Linked DNA regions of Danio rerio: region 1 is linked to region 2. Evidence: chromatin contacts called from public Hi-C data. All regions are on one chromosome and are shown on one strand. Each heading gives the region's core, a stretch centred on a gene start, on an enhancer-like site or on the middle of the called end of the contact. The rest is flanking DNA. Distances are from core to core; before and after follow the strand shown.

Region 1 (5,057 bases), core at 1,356-3,855, 45 kb before region 2:
TTGAGGAAGGCGCAAGGCAGGAGAGCGGCGGTGGCGATGATGGCCCAGGACCTCTGGGACACTGGGAGGGTGGGGAAGCTGTTGTACATCAGGTTCCCGCTGACCACGACGTACAAAATGCAGGTCATGACGAGCTCGATGATCTGTGCCACGTTGACGACGTGTCCTCCGAGCGCGGGGAAGCGCGGAGCGCAGCAGGCGTTGGCGATGTCCACGTACGAGTCTCTCACTCGCACCAACTGGCCGTCTTCGTTCTCTTCATAGAGGCAGGCGATGAGGATTTTGCCTGTGTAGCAGCACACGACGGCGGCGAATATAATGAGGAACAGTCCGAGATATCCACCGTGGAGAATGGCGTAGGGTAACCCGAGCACGAACATGCCCTGCGGGAGAGAAGCACAGCAAGCGCTTTACACCACAGACCGCTGCTTTTGTGCACATCATCACTCACAAGTGACCTAACATCGCTACACATCTATTCTCTGATCAAATGCCTGTAGTGTATGCTGCGTTTTTGGTGTAACCTTCTTTGTTCTCTGATCAAATGCATAAGTTATTTGGTGCGTAAAACGGTGCGTTTGTTTGTAGTAACCTTTAATATCTATTTTCTGATCAGATGCATAAGGTATTTGCTGCGTAAAATACTGGGTTTTTGGTGTAGCTTTTATCTATTCTCTGATCAAATGCACAGGGTATTTGGTGCGTAAAATTGTACGTTTTGGGATAGCCTTTTTTATTATCTATTCTCTGATCAAATGCATGAGTTATTTGGTGCGTAAAATAGTGCGTTTTTGGTGTAACCTTTAATATCTGTTATCTGATCAAATGCTTAAGGTATCGGTGCGTAAAATGTTACGTTTTTCGGGTTAACCTGGTTTATTATCTATTCTCTGATCAAATGCATATAGTGTTTGGTGCGTAAAATGGTGCGTTTTATGGTGTAACTGTCTTTGTCTATTCTCTATTCTCTAAACGCGCAAGTATTTGAAGCGTAAAATGGTGGGTTGTTTGGTGTAACCTATATTATCTATTCTCCAGTCAAATGCATATGGTACTTGGTGCGTAAAATGAAGCTTTTTTTGTGTAGGCTGCTTTATTGCAAATATAACTGTGGTAATAATGAACTTGTGTGGAGGGAATGCGCCCTGTGTTCACTGCAGGAATTCAGTGCCGAAATTCCATTTGCTGTGAGCAAAGTCACGCTCACCTCATTGTGTCGTCATCTGGATGAATCAAATAGGCAGGGAGTCACGTCACGGATGTCAGATTGGCTATTAAGAGGTTTAAGTGCGCATGATTAAACGTGTTTTTTAGTATTGTGAACACGTTTTTGCAATACTCGAGAACGTATTTTCCAAGTCGATGTGTACAATATTACAATTTTAAATGCGTTTAAATATTGTTTATGTTTTAATGTAAAAGAAGCATTACTCTCTCCAGTTTACGCACGTCGAAAATAGATGGAATTTCTCACGCAAACAACACGAATCTCCGTCTCTTGATACCTAATGTAGGTTTAATAGGTCGAATGAATGATATTTCATGAGCACTATTTTTTGAAGCTCAACTCGTTGATAAACCTGCCTTAACCTATGTTCCTCCTTCAAGTCCTTCACTATAACACGACATCAGCACAAGAAAAACCTACGCCATTTAAAAGCACAGCTCATCTTTAATAAAACAGACTGTTCACATTCATACCGCAACTCGCTTTTACGCATTTCCACACAACTTTAGGACATGAATTTGTTCACAGCTATGCATCGCCATGACGCGTGACGCCTGACGATGCGCCTTTACCTGGATCGCGTTGGTCACGTTCCAGCCCGCTTCCCAAGCAGTGATTCTGGGCTTGTCCGGGTTGCCAATTTCGGAGCAAAGTCCCCCGTCTTTGGATGCTGAGGGCGGTGGACCCGTTCCATCCCTCTGGTAATGGCTGTCCCCTTCGGCCATCCCATCTTCCCCCATTTCCCCGCCGCCCTCTCCCCCCATCTCATCGTTTTTTAGGATGTCCATTTGAAGCCCCTGCCTGTGGTCATAGTCCAGATCATCGCAGGCGGCGAAACCCAAAGCCTCCTCATCGGTGGCGGCCTGGAAGCCCAGTCTGGCGAACATCCCGCTCACCTTCGCCTGCGACTTATTGGTGACGGTAGTGGCCGCGTTGGACAGCTTATTCGAGATCTTGCTTCTTATTAACGTAGCCATGATTGTTCTGCTAAACGAGACAGGTGTCTAGATACCTCAGCGAATGTTTTTTTCCTCTAGATATTTCAGATTTAGTGCGTGACCGGAGCTCTTTGTCTGCGCGAGAAGAGAACGGACTCTCGTGGTGACGCGTATTCGTTATCTCCGGTTCTGACTGAAATCACGCCTGCTGTTTTGGCTAATTCCGTGGTTCATGTCACTTTCAGACGTAGATGATGCCTGGCGCCCGCATCCTGTTGGCCCGCTCCTCTCTCACTCTATTCTGGCCGAACTCTTGACGCGCGTTTCGGGCGAGAGCAAGTTTATGGTCCGGTGCGTAAAGGAGAATGCTCGCAGCTTTACGCGGGCTTTCCGTCCTCTGTATCCGTGGCACAGCTTCGACTCCTGTGTTTCAGTGGCCGTCGCTGATGCCAATGCGGTACACGGGAGCTCGGGGGTGTTGAGAGGGAGGCACGTGTCACCGTCAGCCTGCCAATGCTAGTCTCGCGTCTCCGGCTCCCAATGCGCGCGCTACTCCGCACCGACGGGAGGAAAAAAACGGGGTAAAGATTTGCTGCATTTCTAGGGGAGGTGCTTGCAGGACCCCATCCTTCCTCTCCAATCTCATTATGCCCACTATACTTGGTCACAACACCCAATGGCATCCGGGGTCTCATAGTGTTGCATAACTTTACGTATATATAAACCGTCTCCAGCATCAGAGTAGATCTCACATGGACACAAAAAGTGTTCTTGAACTGTTCTTGTGTTTTTTTTCCTTCCTTTCTTTTCCCAGCTTGAACTCTCCATTTTTATGGCTTCACGTGAATGTTTAGGATCAGTTTTTACTCTCTTTTTTTCAAGAAGAGGAGACGTGCCACCCTCGACGACGCTTGTAGAGTTGATGTCGGAATACTCGCAGCTTGAACGGATTTAAAACCTACTTTTATTCGACAAGGAAATGAGCAAGAAACATGTCGCAGATTTGATAGATATAGAGATTTTTTGATGGCTAAGTACCAAGTTATGTTAAGCGATGTGTTGGTTTTATTTAGAAAAATAGCACGCGTATTTCTCTTGGATTATTTGTCACGGGGCAGTGCGCTGGGCTGTTTGCCTTAATGAGTTTCTGCATCATGTTTTGGGACACTGTTTTTATAAAAACGTTAAAAAAGTTAATAGTCTATTTAAACTAATTATAATTTTGATCTCTTATGGATTTTTCGTTTATTAGCATTTTTGTCGTTTTATAATCATCATATCCAAGTGGACTTTTCTAAGTTTTGTTCTTAGCATTTATTTGTGGCTTGCTGCAAACAACTGGATGCTTTTATAAAATATAATACAAGCTCAATATTCTCTTATTCGTTTGCATAAAATATTTGGAAATATTTAATAGCCTATTCAGTTTTTTATATAATCACAATATGATCACGTATTAATATTATTCTCAAAAGAGCTGAAGAGACTGACTAATCGTTTATCTAAAGCAAAAAGCGACACCCGGTCTTTAAAGAAATAAACCTTAAATGAAATCCTAAATTAATCCACTATTTTTAGATAATCGTCGGGATGGTTGCGAACATATTTGGTGTCATTAGGAGCTCAAATGTTAACGAATAATTAGAAATGACCCGCTTTATTTTATCCACTATTGAATAGTACTTAGATTGAAAAACAAATGCTACACACTTACAAAAACAACAACACATTGAACATATGTAAAAATATACTGACATGATAAATATTCTAACTATTAAAATTGCGTCACAATTTAGGATGTTAGCTGTAAATTAGGGCAATGCTGAGAAAATTGGTTTGTCTAATAGATTGAATCTGATGTATCATTTAATTTAATTTCATTAGTTTTCCACAGACAAGATTTAATTTTCATAAAAATAAACAAATCTGTGTTTTCCACTGATCCTCGTTTAGTGTCACGGAGTTATTCTGCTGTTTGCACGCGATATAAACAGAAGCGTTGCTGTATTGTCCGTATCTAATCTTTTGAATCAGCAATGGTGTTTTCCCCGGAGGTCTCCCTGGTCCCGCAGGCTGTGCTCGGCCTCTCGGCCTGTGTTTCCCGGTGGGAGTGGAACGGGTTAATCGGAGCGCCGTTATCAGCCGCGCGCAGAGCTCGAGCTCCGGGATTTACAGCCGCAGAAACACAATCGTCTGAAGAACGGCGCATGCGCACACGGGCGATTGTCAGCGCTTTTACACAGAATTCAGCTCAGATACCAAGCACATTAGAAGGAAAAAAAACCTGATTACAATGTGAATGCAGATTAAACAATGCAGTTTAGATTTCTTTATAGGTAAACAGGCACGACTTATGTTATCATGGACGTTTTAATATTTTGCATTAATGTTATAATATATTATAATACATAAATGCTAATATAATATAACATAATCAGAGTTATTCAGCATTATTCCTGTAAAGTAAAATATTAAATTATGAGCCTAACATTAAATGTAATTAAATACATGATTTTTGTCAAAAGGTGGATGTGGTAATAAATGTAATGCAGTTGGCCACCTTGAATTCCCTATGCAGGAGCAACCCTAAAATAATATATTATCATATAATAAATAGATTACAAATTAGGATATTTTCCTGGTAAAATATAGGTTTAAGTGAAAAAAAAACATATTGATCTACCCTATTCAAAAATTAATCAGATATAATATTCTGGCTTTCTGAGCATTATGTGAAGACTATAAAGCCATTTAAAACATTATGTTCTATCCACTTTTCTCAAAGATAGTGTGTTTTAATCGTATTCAATGTGTTTGTGTATATTGGGTGTGCAAGTCTGCCTCCTGTCTCATAGCGTGAAAAACATCTCATTGATTTTCTCACCTCTACA
Region 2 (4,927 bases), core at 1,524-4,023:
TGGTGACTGTGGAGGCCATTTGAGTACAGTGAACTCATCGTCATGTTCAAGAAACCAGTCTGAGATGATTGAGCTTTATGACATGCTGCGTTATCCTGCTGGAAGTAGCCATCAGAAGATGGAGACACTGTGCTCATAAAGGGATGGACATGGTCAGCAGCAATACTCAGGTAGGCTGTGGCGTTGATGCTCAATTGGTACTAATGGACCCAAAGAAAATCTCCCCCACACCATTACACCACCACCACCAGCCTGAACCGCTGATACAAGGCAGGATGATCCATGCTTTCATGTTGTCTGAGCCGAGCATCTGAATGTGTCAGCAGAAATGGAGACTCATCAGAGCAGCAACGTTTCTCCAATCTTCTATTGTCCAGTTTTGGTGAGTCTGTGTGAATTGTAGCCTCAGTTTCCTGTTCTTAGCTGACAGGAGCGGCACCCGGTGTGCTCTTCTGCTGCTGTAGCCCATCCGCCTCAAGGTTGGCCGTGTTGTGTGTTCAGAGATGCTCTTCTGCAGAGCTCGGTTGTAACGAGTGCTTATTTGAGTTACTGTTGCCTTTCTATCAGCTGGAACCAGTCTGGCCATTCTCCTCTGACCTCTGGCCTCATCAATAAGGCATTTGTGATGTGTTACCCACAAACAGTGCAAACCAGTTTATTTCTGCATCACAGAATAAGGTCAACATGAGCGTACACGAAACGTATCATTAATCTGACACACACTTGGAACGCATACAGTGATGAACGCGTCTGTAGACCATCAGATCAGCGCTTGATCACCGCGGAGCGAGAGATAACGCTGCGGTCGCAGATCAATACACACACACACACACACACACACACACACACTGCTGTTCTTGAGCGTCTGCCTGTCACTGATAGTGTTGTGAAGCTGCTGATGTCATTTTACAGCACATTCAGCAGAGATAATGGACACACACACACACACACACACACACACACACACACACACACACACACACACACACAAATAAGGAGACAGCAGACAGACTCAAATCAAAGTGTGTTTATTACATCATGAATATAAATCAGTTTATAAAAGCCAGCGAGACACACACACACACACACACACAAACACAAGCGTTACACTCCACATCCTGCACATGAGCAGAGCTGAACAGCAGATCTACACACTCCACATCTCACCATCATCATCATCATCATCATCTTCATTTAAGAGTCTGTGGACTGAAAAGGAGAACACTGAATACAGATCACACAACTCACACATTCAGAACATCCAGAAAATGTGTGTGTGTTTGCGTACAGGTCATGTCACACACACACAGGAGGAGAATACGCAGAGATGCTGATGTGTGTGTGATATATGATCAAATGGGTTTGTGTGTGTGTGCGTTTAATGTTCTGTGTGTATGTAGAAGAGCATTTGTGTGTTTGAGCATATGTGTGTGTGAAGATGAGCATATCTGTGTGTTGTATTTATTAATGTCAGCATGTGTATGAGTGTGTGTTTAATGTGTTTGAACGTGTATTCTGTGTGTGTGTAGACTAGCTTATGTGTGCGTTTGTGTGTGTTTTAATGTTTGCACGTGAATTCTCTGTATCCTTTGTGTGGATGAGCATGTGTGTGTGTGTGTGTGTGTGTGTGTCTGTTTGTGTATGTGTGTGTTTTGTGTTTTAAAGGTTTGCACATGTGTATTCTGTGTGTTATGATGAGTGTGTGCATGTGTAGATGAGCATGTATGTGTTTGTGTTTTAAAGGTTTGCACATATGCATGGTGTGTGTGTGTATTTAGATGAGTTTGTGTGTGTGTGTTTGTGTTTAGACAAGCACGTGTGTCTGTGTGTGTGTTATGTTTTTAAGGTTTGCACATGTATATGCTTTGTGTGTGTGTGTGTGTGTGTGTATATAAATGAGTGTGTGTGTAGATGAGTATGTGTGTGTGAGTGTTGTGTGTTTTTGGGGTTTACATATGTAAATTCTGTGTGTGTGTGTGTGAGTGTGTGTAGATGAGCATGTGTGTGTGAGTGTTGTGTGTTTTTTAGGGTTTGCACATGTAAATTCTGTGTGTGTGTGTGTATAAATGAGCGTGTGTGTGTGTGTGTGTGCGCATGTTTGTAGATGAGTGTGTATAGATGAGTGTGTGTGTTGTGTTTGCGCTTTTAAGGTTTGCACGTGGATTCTGTGTGTGTGTGTGTGTGTGTGTGTGTGTGTTTAAGGTTTGCATATTTGTATGCTGTGTGTGTGTTTGTATAGATGAGCATGTGTGTGTGTGTTTAGACAAGCACGTGTGTGTGTTGTGTTTTTAGGGTTTGCACATGTATATGCTGTGTGTGTATAAATGAGCATGTGTGTGTGCGTGTGCGTGTGTGTGTGTGTGTGTGTGCGCGCGCATGTGTGTAAATGAGTGTGTGTGTTGTGTGTGCTTTTAAGGTTTGCACTGTGTGTGTGTGTCTGTGTAGATGAGCATGTCTGTGTGTTTAATGTTTGTACCTGTGTATTCTGTATTTGTTTCCGTGTAAATGAGCGTTTGTGTGTGTGTGTATGTGTGTGTAAATGAGCATATGTTTGTGTGTTGTGTGTTTTTTAATGTATTCACGTGTGTAATTTGTGTGTGAGTTTGTGTAGATGAGCATATGTGTCTGTTTTTATGGTTTGCACATGTGTATTCTGTGTGTGTAGATGAGCGTGTGTGTGTGTGTATGCTGATGGGAAATGGTCATGTGTTAGCCGCGGGCATCAGTGTTTGTGTGTTTGGCTCTGGGCTCCGCGGGCTCGAACGGTGACCTACATCTGATTTTACTGCTGACAGAACATCCTTCTACAGTCTTTGTCCCTGATCAGCCGACTGTGACCCTCACTGAACAACAGCACACACACACACACACACACACACACACACACACACACACCGCCTTATGTTATCAAACACACCGAAAACCAATCAGGACTGCTGATACTGCAATTACTGAGTATTTTTGTCTTGTTTTTAATCTAAATGTCTAAACATACTGCAATAAAGACACGTTTCAAGACAAGTGAAAATCGAGTCTTGTTTTCAGAAATAAGTGAAGAGTGAGTGAGTTCTTCCTTAACAGAAGCTATGATCTGATTATTTCCCTTCCCTCATTGGCAGATTATTTTGCTTGTTTTAAGGAAAAACTCATTTCATTTACAATCATTATTTCTGAAAACCAAACAATATATTTTTACTTGTGTATAAAATGCATCATAATTAAAGAGTTTTTATTTATTTGCCTAAAAACAAGACCAAACAACACTTTTATCCTGATGGTTTGATTGGTGCTGGTGTTTGTATCTTGTCTTTTATTTATTTATACACTAATGTCGAGAGGATCACGTGTTTATGATTACCTGCAGCCGGTCCCGCATTATCCAATTTATGATTGACCAATCAGACGATTCCTAATCCACTATAAACACCCTCAGCTCCATATCACAGCCATCTTCATCTTCAAGAATACCCCCTTCCACCTCTACTCCTCCTCCTTTCCTAGATGGGTTGGCTCACAGCAAGAACACTACTGGTTGTAGTCCTCAACAAGCTAGTTGGCGTTTCTGTGCAGAGTTTACACGTTCTCCCCATGTTTACATGGGTTTCCCCCAGGTTCCCCGGTTTCCTCCCACCATCCAGAAACATGCAGCTTAAGTTAACTGGTGCTGATGTGGATTAGTCATAGACATGCTGCTAGTCAGTAGTTCTCTCTTAAGAGCGATCACTATCTGTTCATTAACTACTACAGCAGGGGAGTTCTCCACATCTGCCTCAGCTCAAACTCCCCTCTCACCCTGCAAACGGGTGGTAGCCCCAGGCTCGACGATCTTTTTAGCTCTGGGCTCTCTTCCGGGACAGCATGCCAAACACACTTTATAATCAATTATCAGCTGAGTGTGAACTCCTGAAGGTTTTGTTTTGAACAGTAGTTGTGGTTGTCTTTGTGAAGTGCTCATCGTTAAATGTCTCGTTAAGTGCTTTGTAATGTCCATCATTTATTCGATGTTTGACATAATCTCGACTGAAGCATAGAGAGGGCGGGGCATATAGTAGCTCCTCCCCTTAAAAACAGCCAATAGCATTTCTTTTTCTCACAGCTCTGCCAGTGAGAATGTTTAAGCTTAAGTGCATCAAATAAACAGCCAATGAGGAAAAAGAGGGCGGGGCCTGTCAGACAGTAGAGAGCATTTTGATTGGTTAGAAGAGTAGATGAGAAACTGAAGTATGAGGAGACGGCAGAGAAACTCATTGATGCATTTAAAGAGGCAAACTGTCGATGTTTATACCAGGTTTATATCTGCCACATGTGAGTTTTGTCACTGTTCTGGAGACTCTAGATTACAGATATCAGTTCGAACACCGATACTAACATCTAAAACACTTTATTTTAAATTTAATGGGAGCTTTAAGTGTGTGAAGAGACGCCATGTGGCTTTAATATGAGTTCAGATCATCTTCATTCTGTCAGATGAACATTAGCAAACGACTCTGAAATGTAATGTTCACAAAGCTGAGATACTTCCGTGTGTGTGTGTGTGTGTGTGTGTGTGTGGAGCAGGATGAAAGTGACAGTGTGTGATGGATGTTGTACACTATTACACAGCATGATCTCACTAACACACCATCTCACGAATGTATGAGCTGCTGCGATGACAAACGAGTTTGTGTATGTGTGTGTGTGTGTGTGTGTGTGTGTGAGAGAGCATTTGTGTTTTTGAATTTGTGTGCGAGCAAACATTCGAGATTGTTTGTGTATATACTTGTATGTGAATGTGTGAGTGCTTGTTACATTACATGTGTGTGAGGATATATACTGTATGTGTAAGTGTGTGTGAGTGTGTGTATGTATATGTGTAAGTGTGTGTGTGTGTGTGTGTATGTGTGTGTATATGTAAGTGTGTGTGAGAGTATGTATGTAAATGTGTAAG

The links. A called contact is a pair of places that touch in the nucleus more often than the background predicts.
Region 1: a Hi-C map of an unstated tissue shows a contact between it and region 2, with 4 times the contacts expected there. The contact joins the promoter of slc32a1 here to the enhancer-like site in region 2. A contact is called at or near these places in 5 of 18 Hi-C or Micro-C datasets (embryo, fibroblasts, hematopoietic stem cells and 1 more) and 1 of 4 datasets of contacts at active chromatin or transcription factors (gastrula embryo).

The regions. Positions count from the first base shown.
Region 1 is chr6:62,958,316-62,963,372 of GRCz12tu, reverse strand. It overlaps slc32a1 (solute carrier family 32 member 1), which reads right to left and starts at 2,605. Exons shown (of 2, transcript NM_001080701.1): 1 at 1,801-2,605; 2 at 1-383. The coding sequence starts at 2,205. The region is part of intron 1 of LOC141386393 (a long non-coding RNA gene); the gene reads left to right.
Region 2 is chr6:62,913,412-62,918,338 of GRCz12tu, reverse strand. arhgap40 (Rho GTPase activating protein 40) reads right to left here. Exons shown (of 16, transcript XR_012408317.1): 16 at 1,013-1,209. The region is part of intron 2 of LOC141386393 (a long non-coding RNA gene); the gene reads left to right. Among named protein-coding and RNA genes, the nearest start is that of slc32a1, 45 kb to the left of the region's middle. Within about 2 kb of position 2,773, at least 7 of the 62 cell types and tissues checked have an H3K27ac peak or open chromatin away from gene starts, as enhancers often do.